Regions from separate parts of the Mus musculus genome. Here region 1 is linked to region 2. The links are chromatin contacts, called in public Hi-C maps. All regions are on one chromosome and are shown on one strand. Each heading gives the region's core, a stretch centred on a gene start, on an enhancer-like site or on the middle of the called end of the contact. The rest is flanking DNA. Distances are from core to core; before and after follow the strand shown.

Region 1 (6,370 bases), core at 2,472-4,971, 66 kb after region 2:
TTTAAAACAAAATATTTATTGATCAAGAAAATGATACACAACTTTGGATATATGAATAAGCAAGTTCTACTTCTGCTTAAGCTTTTACTAGAATGAAGGACATTAGAAACATGAAAATTATGTAAAAGAAAACATCTCTGGGTATAGCTCATTGGTAGAGTGCTTGCCTAGTACCATGAGGCATTTGGCCTTATAGTCTCCAGAACTGTAGAGAGAAAGAAGGGGCTCAAGAGAGAAGGGAAAGGAAGGAAAAGAAGAGATCACAACACATCAAGTTGTAATCTATGCTGTGCAGAAGCTCAAAGGCTTTGTGAATGCTTCAGATTTGGATGATTAAAAAGCCTAATTGAATGAGTTGTGAGTCACTGAAATAAATCAGCTGTGACTTTCCATGATGAACTTCCTAAATTGACTAGATAGTGGAAAGGCTCTGAGGGTCATCCGACTGTAGTATTTTTCAAAGCAAGCATAAAGCTGGTGAGCCTAGAGTCTCCTCAGTGAGAGTAACATTGTTGGGGGCCAAGAAAAACTAAGGTTTGTCTTAGTTGGAAGCAGCTAGATTGTGCAAGGCACTACCAGGTCTTTATATTTTTCATACAAAGTGTCTGGAAAAACTTGGGCAGGGAAGAACAGAATTGAAGTTGTAGTTCAATGAGCCAGAGTGTTTCAGCTCACTCTTGACAATGACAGGAAAGTAGAGGACTAGGAGATTTTGCAACTAGAATAGTTTAGGTGAGCATCCATGGTTGCTTGGACCAGCATCGCACTGTGAGGAGGTTTGGAATATATTTTAGAGATGGATTTTCTGTCAGTTGTTTTGCCTCATCCTCCATTTAACACAATTCTCTTCTGTGGTCTCCAGCACTGTTGCTCTGGAATATGTTATGGGCAGCATTTTTCTTTTTTCAGGAGACAAAGGTGTTGGCTCTGATGGCCAGAGAGAACACAGTGAACCTGGCAAGCTTATAACTTTCTTTGAGCTTCTGCTTCTACATCCAAAATAATGCGAAAGTTGAACCAAGTAACCCCATGCATGCTTCCAGCTTAAACTTTCGAGGTCTTGTAACGCATATGTAAGCTGTACTGGACTTGGATATGAATATAGATCAATAAAGATATCAGTGGTAGCACATACTCAATTATACTACAGAGGAAGCATTCATAGCTAGTAACAGAATCAAAGTAAAGAGAGTGGAGTAGAGTTCTTAACTTGCTGCATCTATTTTATCTAGTAGTTCTCATCTTTGAGGCTGTGAAAAGTCATGAAATGCACAGCATTGTTAATGGTGTGATTCCCACTTGATCCATATGTCTCATTTTTCTCAGGCACCTCTTGTGTGGAATAAAGTCACATAATACTTGCTACTTTATATCCAAGGCCAAATATAAAAACCTTCAGGAATGATAGCTATGATACAGGCCCTCCTCATTCATATTTTGAAACCAACTCTTGGCGTTCATAACAGTGGCATATCCCTGCAGTCTGGACAGAGTTAGTGAAATCATCTGTGGGAGTCCATCAGAGTCTGTGCATTGGGTCATTCCATCCGAGGTACTCCAAGGTGTGGAATGTGTTAATGTTCTCCTCATCCTGTTGCAGTCCTTTATGACCTTTGTCATCCTTGTTCAGAAAGATGGAAGTAAGATGTGGTGTTACTTGACAGGGTCACAGATTTGCTTGCATGCTCTCTCTCACTCCCCACCTTGTGTAACCATATATGTCACCAACATCTGTTGACTTTCCAGCTCGTATTCTGCACCGTAGATTCTAGGGGCTGCTGCTATCAGGATAAAGGCAGGACATCTGTCCTTGAGGAAATGAAAGTCTATTATGTCAAGAACAGCCACAGACACACAACCAAATAAAGTGTGGTATGCACTGTCCATGTGGAGGTGGGCACAGGAAGCTAAAAAGTCCCATCAGGACACCATCTGATTGTTTCACCCTATGTTCACGTGATACCCAGTGCTGGAGGAATCAGGAAACTCACAACTGCCTTAGGACATCTTCAACATGAAAAGAAACCACAGCACTTCCCGGCACCCATTGAACAATACACAAATCTCTCAAGCACTGTTCTCTCCTCTACAGCATCTTTACTTTTAATGGAGCATAGGCTTTCCTAATGAGAGTAAAGAGTGGCCAGTGCTAGATGGAGAGTAACAGTGACACAGCCTGCCTTAACTAGGGTTACTATTGCTGTGATGAAAGCAACTTGGAGAGGAGAGGGAGTATTAGTTTCAGACTTCCAATATCACTGTTCATCATCAAAGGAACTCAGAACAGGACTCAAACAGGGCAGGAACCCGGAGACACGATCTGATGCAGAGAACCATGAAGGGGTGCTGCTTACTAGCTCGCTTACCACTGCTTGCTCAGCCTGTTCTCTTATAGAACCAGGACCACAATCCCAGGAATAGTCCTGCTCACAATAGGCTGGGGCTACACATCAAACACTAATTAGGAAGATGTTCTATGGTGTGACTACAGCCCAACCTTATGGACCTCTCAGTTGGGTGCCCTCCTCTCAGATGATTCTAGCCTGTGTCACATTGACCTTAAACTATCCAGCATACTGCCTGATGTGACTCACGCTTAGAGAGGCTGTAAAGTCCCCAACACACAATTGCATCCATTGGTAAGAAAATAGGAGTGAAACAAAATCCTTTTTTTTTTTTTTTTTTTGGAGTTGTATGTATTGCTCTTTCAAACTGATACCAAGTGACTAGGACACCAATTCTTAACGGGTTGCTTGGACATAGCTACTTCTAAGTGAAACTGGTGTGTCTTTCTTTTGCCCTATGGGTATCCTAAAAAAAATTACTAGGGCATCAGTAGTGCTGTGAACAAAATCTGCATACATGATGAATGAATGGCATCTCCAGTAAAATGTCACTTGAGTGGATCCTTGAAAGATGAGAGGGAATAGGTTTCAAGCTACAATAAGAGAATGATTTTGAGAAATGAGGATGGAATTCACTTAACAAATCCAACTGAGACCTACCATGCTGAGAGCATGCTACCTAGGTGCTAGAGATGCTAATGACAAAGAAAGATGTAGTCCAGACTCTCAAAAAGTTCAAAGTTAGCTGGTGAAAACAGAGAGTAAACATCTAAGCAAAGAAAGAAGACAGTTTTACATAATAGAGGCTGTGGAAAAAAAAAAAAGCAAAGCAGGGTGGTGTGGTGGAGAGGGACTGGGGAGCTTGCTGTGCATGGGTGGTCAGGAAGTTCTCTCTGAGGTGACATTGGAGACTAGTTAGTATGTGTGAAGGGCAAGGCATGAAGGGGCCTAGATTGCTTCAGACCCTCGTGTGTGGTTTTATGAGGTGCAGCACAGGGCCTATTGTGGGGAAAGAGGTGAGATATTTATCTGAGCTAGAATCTGGACTCAGCCAGCATGTTATTTATAGGGGCATTCCTAGCCGCTCACTCAGAGTGATGGGCTCTGTTGGGAAGAGGAGGCTGACTAGAAACTAGCTGCTCTAACCACCCACTCTGTGTTTCTTCTTCCCCCCAGGCTGCAAGCCAGCCCCTCTCAGGCAAAATATATAGAAGGCATGGAGGGATTTCTTAACCTCAAGTACAAAGTCTCTTAAGTGGGAAGGAAATTCTGAGGGAAAGAATGTTGGTTTCTTCCTAATAAATGTTCAAGATCCCCACCTACCAGAGGGTCTTCCAAGGTTACCCTCAGCATCCTGGCTGCTTCTCCCTGTGGCTGACTCACTCCCTCCAGCATGGACCAAAGAAATGTGCTTCTCACAAGACGCATCCTTTCTTCATGCCTTGTCTCAGGCAGTTTGAAAATTGGAAAATTCTGTTGTGCTGATATCACCTCTGAGATCAGTATAGGTTGGCCTGGACATATCTTCTTCTGGTAGGTTTACGGAGCAGTTCTCAGCCTATGGGTCATAACCCCTTTGGGGTCACCTATCAGATTTTACATTAAGATTCATAGCAAAAAATTATAGTTATGAAGTAGCAACAAAATAATTTTATGGTTGGGGGTTACAATAGCACAGGGAACTATACTAAAGGTCACAGCATTAGGAAGGATGGCAGCCACTAGTTTTGAAGATCAGTGTCTCCTTCCCTCTAGATTCTAGATGCATGCTGTACTTGGAGAGTATCTGAGAGAGCTTAGGTATATGGATCAGAGAAGTAGGGGGCAGGGACATAACGATCTCTTCTTCACTGTTGTATTCCAGGGACACTGAAGTCTGACAGACATATTGATTCTCTCAAAGAGTGGGTCTTTTCTGAATTGGAGCATTGCCACGACTATCTATATGCTTGAAACAAATGTATTAACCTTCTCTAATCTCCATTTACCACCTGTCAAAATACCTGGTTCATAAATATACAAAGAAGCACATGAATACAATGTTTGTGGTAGTTTAAAAGTAAAAACACATAGAAGAGAATCCGCCAGGAAAACTGATGCGCCAATGCCGGAATGCTAGAAATCATTTAAAATAATAAGAATATATACATAAAGCTATAAAGTTCTTCTAAGTTCTCCTAAGTTTGAAAAACTTAGTCTACAATATATATATATTTGTAGGTATTTATTTTATGTATATTATATATATATATATAATACAGTGTTCTTGCTTTAAGGTTTCCTAAGGTAGACTGAGGATCTGAGCATGGGTGTGTGATATAGCTACAGGTCTTGAAGGATATGCATCAAATGAATTGCAGAGATTACTTAATGTCAGACAGGAAGGGACTAAATAAGTGGAGTCACAGTTCTCATTCTTTATAGTGTTTCTACATGTTTAGAAAGAAAAATGTACATTTTCTATTGGTAGTATAATTTTAATAAAATATTAAAGATAAAGAGATTTGATAGAAGTATTTTAAGTTACTCAATTAGTTTTGTATTCGTGTTTGAAACATTAAAAACATCCCAAATCCTGGGTCATCTTCACGAACACTGAGGCAATACCTATAACGTGGTACTGGTCTCAACAATGTCTCTGCACCCTCTTCCCACCTGGGGTGACTTTCCTTGCATCCTCTCATTTGCATGAAGTCCCAGCATCCCAGTATGCTAGAATATAAGCCTATCTGATGATATCTTCATAGGAACAGTTAAGCCACATAGACATTAGGCTGGATTCCAATACAGCATAGCTGGTAAGGAGATCAGGATGTACAAAGACACAGATATACAGAGGAAGAGAGAAAGCAGAAAGAGCAGGGAAAAGAAGAGAGAAAGGGAGAGAGGAGGAAGAGGAAGAAAGAGAGAGAGAGGGAGGGGAGGGGGAGGAGGAGGAGGGGAGGGGGGAGGGGAGGGGGAGCAGCCATCCCCAGCCAAGAAGAGAGGTGTCCAAGGTAACCAGGACTTCAGACACCTTAAACTTGGACTTATATATGAATAATCCATAAATATCAAACATTCGGTCCACTTAGCATATGACACTTTGCTACTGTAGCCCTACCATTCTTCAACATCCTCCCATTTTACAAAATGCTCTAAGTCGACTTTTTGAGCTTTAAACAGCCTTTCATATAACCCAGGATGCCCTTCAACTTTCTGTGTAACCAAGGAAGACTTTGAATTCTTGAGCCTCCTTTTTCTGTCTCCTAGGTGTTGGGATTGCAGGTATGTGCCATAATGCCCATATGTCATTCTGCAGATCAGCCCAGAGTCTCTCCTCATTCCTATGTGCTGGACAAGCTCTCTGATAGCTCCAACCCCAAAGGAGACATTATTTTTAAACGGTAAATTATTAGGTCATTTTGAGCCTCTGAAGATTAGTCTTATTCTGGCAGCATGGGGGAACTTTTCATTGTCTTGCTAGTGACAGGTTCCAGGTATTCTAGAGTAAGAACACCAGACCTCACCTTTGGCTGAAGTGCAGACTTACAAAGCTCCTCCCTTTTAATACAGTTTCTTTCTTAGGTTAGGCTTAGGTTAGGTGTTTGCTAGTTATAATGGTTGGCTATTCTTACCCAGAAAAATACTGGTTTAGAATTGGTACACAGACTCACAATAATATCTAAGGAATCATTCAGTCTACCATATGAACTCTAGCTTATCACAAAGCCCGGGTCAATATGGGATGGCAGCTAAACTAAAGGACTTTGGCTTTCTGTGTGCCTTTCCCTTACTAGGCACTGGAAAGAAAATGATGCTCTTGAGGGAGAATATTTTCAACAGTGTTCTCTTTCCCTGGGTTGGGCCCATGACATTGATCATTACTATTATTGCTACATTAATATTATTTATGATAGAATCAGATAAAAGGGGCAAACACTGTTTCACGAGAGAGCAATGATGAGTGGCTTTTGTATTTTAGAGGAAAGAGCCCCTGTCTAACCTGTGATAGCATCAGTACTAAGTAAGCTTTGAAGATCTTG
Region 2 (5,965 bases), core at 243-2,742:
AGCTGAACAACCTGCTTTTCTCCACCTCTTTGCAAAGCCTCAGGCAGGTGTGTATATGGCAGACCTGCCTGGATTCGCACGCCTATTACAGTGAGGTAGTTTTTTTAATAATGAGAGGGAAGAACATGCATTCTAAGTGCCCTCTGCCTTCTCTGGGTATTTCTGGGCTGACAGATCTGCAAGGAAACTCTTCTCCTGTGGAAATGGGGCTTTGCTCACTGCTTTATTCTTTATCCGAAATGGTGTTCCTGGACTGATAAGGAGGAAAGACAACCTTATTGGATACTTAACACTTGTTTAATATATTAATAAAAACCCTCCTGGCCCGTTCAGGCTTTGCTTGATTTGAGTGAAACAGGCTCCCAATCTTCGGGCCTTTTCCCGTAGCCATGCGGACACTCTGGAGCCCATTAGTACTTCCTACAGCTGGATTGCACCTCAGAGGTCAACCTGCCTGGCCCTATTTCCACTGCGAAGAGGAAAGAGGTGGTACCCCACTCAAAATTTTGTTGTTTTGTCATAGCAGCTCTGAGAAAGCCTGAGTCAGGTGTCCGATGAAGAATGTTTGGGGTTAAGTGAGGGTTAAATCAGCCTTTCTTTCCTGTCATGGGTTAAATCAGATAATTAAAAGCTGTCAAGGTGTCAAAACCCAGCACTTGTTTCACAACAAATTTCAACATCCTCATCCTGGAGTCTTTGTCAAGGGCTTCTTTTAAACTAGGGGCTCTAAATGAGTCTTATTGTACCTTTAAACTTGTAAGTATTGGATGTTTCAAATTGTCAATCCACAAAGAAAGGTTTTGCCAGCCCTTTATTTTTAAACCAAGACCCCAATACAGAAAATAACTAAAGCCGTTGTTAGGTTTAGTTAGGACCTTTCCAAACCATCTATAGTATTCTTTTCCAAACTCAAAGGGGAAAATAAAAAGGCACTTTATAGAAGAGGAAGAGAACGCTAGCACCGAATACACTTAAAGGGCACATTCAGTCCCGACTAGGGCTTGGTCCCTTTATAGCATATGTTCTATATTGACGGGGATTAAGTTTCTCTCCTGAATGGAACAATACACCGTCACAGGGAGCTACTGTACTTTCCAGAGCAACAGACACCAGCCTAGGCAAATGGCAAACAGAATCGCGTCTCACAGAGCACTAACCAGGTTTGTTCAGAGCGCAGCCCTGCTTCCTCTTTGAGCTTTGCGCTTCTGCCAGTGCACATCTATCTCTCCTCTTCTCGGGCTCAGCTCCTTGCTCCCCTGCCTTTCAGTCCCTTTCTCTCTTTTCTGCTCACACTGTTCACTTTCTCTGCGCACCCCCCCCCCAACCGCTTTGTTATTCAGCATGTCTGATTAGCAGGAGTCTGATTGGCTGGCTGCCTGCTCTAGAGAGATTCCATTCAGCTTACCCCCCACCCATCCACCCACCCACCCTCGCTCAGGAAATGTGAGCGGGGCTGATGGAAGCTGATAGGCAGGGCTGGAGTGTGAGCCCCAGCACTGGATGTGACAGCAGCGGGCAGAGGAGCACTTAGCAGCTTATTCAGTGTCCGATTCGGATTCCGGCAAAGATCCAAGTATGGAATGCTGCCGTCGGGCAGCTCCTGGCACACCGCTGCTCGTTCTGGCTTTCCTACTCCTGGTAAATGCCTTTTCATTTCAATACGTTACTATTGCCACTTGGTCTGGGTGCTGCTGGAGGGTGTGTGTGTGTGTGTGTGTGTGTGTGTGTGTGTGTACTTCTGTCTGTCTGTGTATGATCTTCCAACTCCAGGTAAAAGAATTTTCATGGCTTACAAAGTACACCTCAACTCTTTGAGAACTTTAACCCCAACTTTCCCAGCAAAATCAAATATAAAAGACTTTTTAGAGTTAGTGAATGATACTGATATTGAGACTTGAAATTCAGGGTATTCTTCTGCAGATATTATGTGCTGAAAACTATATAAATAACTGTGTTAGCATGGGATCCTGAGGACAGATGTCCTGAGATCAAACTCACTATGGTGATTTTGGGGTTTCTGAAGGCTAGGCGGTGAGGAGCTTGCTTGGTTCTTGTTTCCCCAGTGCCTGTGTGAATTATTTTCCTCCATACATAAAGACTCTTGAACCAGGTGAAAAAGGAAGGAACGAGAGCCCTGTTTACAATCAAACCAGAGTATAACCCATAATTACTATACACATTTATGGATTCAAGTTAATGCTAATGTTTATGAATTGAAGATTAAAGTCTTTGATCTCAGATCTACTTCTGAAGGCAAATAGAGATCCCTGGACTCCTTGTCCTGCTGATTTCCAGCCCCAGCGATAAGGCTCTTCTCTTGAACATCAGCACACATTGCATTTTTGACTCGAAGTAAATGTTCCATTGTGACTCATACTTGGTTTTATGGGCAGAAAATGAACATATACTGTCCAAAAAATCTACACTCAAAATATTAATAGCAATGCACATTTCTTTTAAACCAGAGTGTTCTGGGCAAGCAGTTTAGTAAACCTCATCTGAAAGTTTGATTCCAAAATGTGCACACTCTGATTGCAAAGAAACGTGACTCTAGCTCTTCCTGTCACAATTATGACACACCAGAACTACTTCAGAAGGAAGAGAAAGAGAAGACGAAGGTAAAAGTGTAACCGTTGTATAAGACACATTGTTTTGTTGATGGGGAAAGGTTAGTTTGTTCTGCTTTGATTCTGACAAATTGGATGGACATTGGAATTTTGATGAAGAGAAGGGAACCATTTGTTACAAATTGGAAAACTCCGGGAGGATCAGTGGGGTATAGTGACCAGACACCAAGGAGCTATTTCTTACAATGTCATATTGTAATCAGCTGCATCACTGTCACTTTAAATGGGGACCACTACTTTGCAATTAGAAATAGTTTCAGCTTGCATGAACATTTAAACAGCAAGTAAAGGGTTAGGAAGAGTAGAGTAGATGTTGGTTTCACACAGGACTGAAATGAACGGTGTGTGAGGTGCCCTTTACGGCTGTGGAGCAAGCAGTTCGAGAGAGCTGTCTCATTTTTTCCATATGGGATCTGTGACTTGCATAGATCATTAATTCGTCTCATCTTTCCTTCTTTGTGATTGTTTTTAAAGTGTATGTTATTCTCCATTAAATGGCATCATAAAGCAAATTACTAGTTCACATTACTAGCCATGTTTCTCTCATGTGGAAATATGATTAAACAACACTCTCATTCAGCAGCCAATTGATTTCTATTCATTTGGTAAATGCATTACACTCCCTTTTCATATCTTGAATATTCATATAGGTAACTGAGCAATTAAGTAGACTCACCTTGAAAAAAGTGTCAATTTCAAAAGGATTTAATATATGTCTGAATTACAATGCTTATATGATGGAATTAGAATGAAATCTCACACCCAGGTTTGTTTTATGCATATGTTTAAGTGATTACAAGTTTGAAGGCTATGCTAGAAAGAAAAGAACTATAATGGCTGTCATACGGAGTGTGTCTGGAAGTGTCAAACACTAGATTAGTTGCTTGTAAAGCATTCTAGTGGCTCCTCACAATAGCCGTGTGAATCAGATCATTTTAAGCCCATTTACAAATGAGAAATATGTGCTTTGTTTATGTGTACTTTATACTGTGGATAGCAAGTGCTCAAGAATTAAGGACATATTCTTAATTGGAGATGTATAAGTTTTATAGATCATTAAGGCCTTTAAAGATGTGTGTAGTATGACAGGCACTCATTGTGCTTTGTCATTAAATGCTTGTTTAGCTTTGCAGCCAAAATGAATTGCTGGTTTAAGAAAAAGCGAACTTTAGCCTGACCTGTAGTTGACTTAGAACCAGAAGTGTGACATCATCAGCTCAACTTTCAGTCTTGATCCAGAAACTGAATTTGAGGATTTGTTATTTCTACCGTTCTTTCACCTACTACAAGAGTCTTGTCTAGTATTAGAATTAAGGGCGCGTATCCTGTATGGTAGCAAGCTCAGTTGTTGCCTGATCAAAATAGCCTTCATCTCATTGACAGCTAAATAATCTGTTTCTGAAGTTGGTTCTTCAATTATACAAATAAGGAATGTTTGGAGCCTTAATTGTTGTCAACAGCTCTTTCCTCCTAGAACAATCTTCCTGGGAGAACGAGGCTTCTGCGATATTTGTGTCAATTGAGCTTACTGTCCATTCTTTATTGTACAGTAACCATGCCACCAAAGACATTTGTGCTCAATGGACAGATCCAGAGATCTCATCTTGCTATTCAGGTCATATTAAGACACATGACTCAATGTCTCCAGTCTTCCCACCCTTGTATCTTTTGTCTCAATTGTTTAGATCAAAAGAAATGTGCCAAAGCCCATGACCAGCCATTGATGCCTATGTCCATCGACCCTTGAATCTCTTTCCTGTCAGAGATGCATTTAATCAAGCCTGCGTTTGCTTTGTGTTTCTTTTAAGTGGTTGTAAGGTCCTTCCCCTGCCATTGTGAGAGTTGCAAGAGTAACTCTTGGAATTATAATAAAGTACATGTGTTTTTCTGTTGAATTTCTTTTCCATCTCTACACTAATTTATACATGGAAACTAGTCAAACACAATAGCCTGTTCCCTTCAGCTCCTCTGGTGCTCTCTTCTACTATTATCTAAGAGAATCTATCTTGGATGGTGTGAAGCACCATTAACCTGTGGAATGAATGTTAAATCCCTTATTACAACAGATTGTGGCTTGTTCCAGGAGGGAGGGGGAGACAGGCAGGGGAGAGGGAGGGAGAGAACACACATATCCATGTGTTCCCGTGTGCAAGCTCTTCTGAATAAACTGCTCGTTCACAATCTTATTCTTATTCCCATATCTATACAATCTTAAAATCAAAGCTAAGGATTTTCCTTTTTGTCTTCTTGGGTTCCCATCTTTAATGATTTTTGATGTCAAGGGCTATGACAGCATCATTTTTCCTGAGACCACTGCATGTTATGTGAAGGAAGAATATTTAGCAGTGGTCACCAGTGAACTACAAAAGAAACTAGAAGAGTCTATATGGATAGTAAAGACTTTGGAGAAATAGAGGGATTACAAAAATGAGTAAATGCCTGTCCCTTTATGTGATGAGTAATTATATCAGTGCTTTCCATAAATGCCTGTGAAGAATTTGGGAAACAATCTTCTGCATTAATGGTTGCAAACGTGACAATTACTTATCGCTAAAGTTAATGTAAGGGTTCATGCTTACTTTATATGACTGTAAGATTCGGTTGTTTTGTTTTGTTTTGCATCCACTACAGCATCTAGACCATTCCTTTTATACATAGGGATGAGACGTACTTGTGAACTTGACTAAGACAAGGAATGATAGGCTTCATCCAGGGTGGCTCTAAGTCTTGCCTTTCTCTGCTCCAACAACATGTACACAGTCCAGTTTCTTTGGCCAAATGGCAGTTCTGCTTTCAATTTGTGTATCTCTCAGCTTCCAGCACTGACACGTTCTCAGATTCAATTATTCCAGTTCCATTCTGCCCTTTCCTGGGCAAATACACTCTTCAGTTTCTGAGGCGTCTCCAGTCAAGTGACCCCAAAGTGACCTCTTCTCAGAATGAGGACATGAGTCTCATTCTGTGGTCCTTGAATCACCACGAATAGCCTACTGAGTTATTCATGAATTACTGAGATGGTCAGAGGAGAATGTGCCTGACTTGAGTCTCAGTCTTGCCATCCTTGCTGGTTTTCTTCAGAAAGCTGCCTTCTAGCTTCTTGTTTTGACCAGAGTGAGACAACCTCATGTCCCTTTCTGTCTACATCATAAAAACTGTACCATGTGGTTGAATTTTGGCTTGATTGGCAGCCCTGGCTCATGAGTAGCTTAGGACTGGCATACCAAGGTGATGTAAGTCTGAAAGGATCCTAATTGAAATAGGCCAGCACAGCTGTGTGGGGAGCCTGCCTGCTAACTGGGTAAGCTGTTGCTATCAACCCCTTCTTTCCATGAGCTCAA

Evidence for each region. Hi-C and Micro-C count contacts between places; a contact is called where the count stands out from the background.
Region 1: a Hi-C map of uterus shows a contact between it and region 2, with 2.1 times the contacts expected there. The contact joins the enhancer-like site here to the promoter of Adamtsl1 in region 2. A contact is called at or near these places in 5 of 484 Hi-C or Micro-C datasets (muscle stem cells, nephron progenitors and uterus), 1 of 115 datasets of contacts at active chromatin or transcription factors (fibro-adipogenic progenitors) and 1 of 9 other capture datasets (pancreatic islet).

What each region holds. Positions count from the first base shown.
Region 1 is chr4:86,115,985-86,122,354 of GRCm38.p6, forward strand. All of the region lies in intron 3 of Adamtsl1 (ADAMTS-like 1), which reads left to right. Among named protein-coding and RNA genes, the nearest start is that of Adamtsl1, 65 kb to the left of the region's middle. Within about 2 kb of position 3,722, at least 9 of the 459 cell types and tissues checked have an H3K27ac peak or open chromatin away from gene starts, as enhancers often do. A contact at or near this core is called in uterus, where this site is marked.
Region 2 is chr4:86,052,483-86,058,447 of GRCm38.p6, forward strand. Adamtsl1 (ADAMTS-like 1) reads left to right here and starts at 1,493. Exons shown (of 29, transcript NM_001368621.1): 1 at 1,493-1,638. The coding sequence starts at 1,576.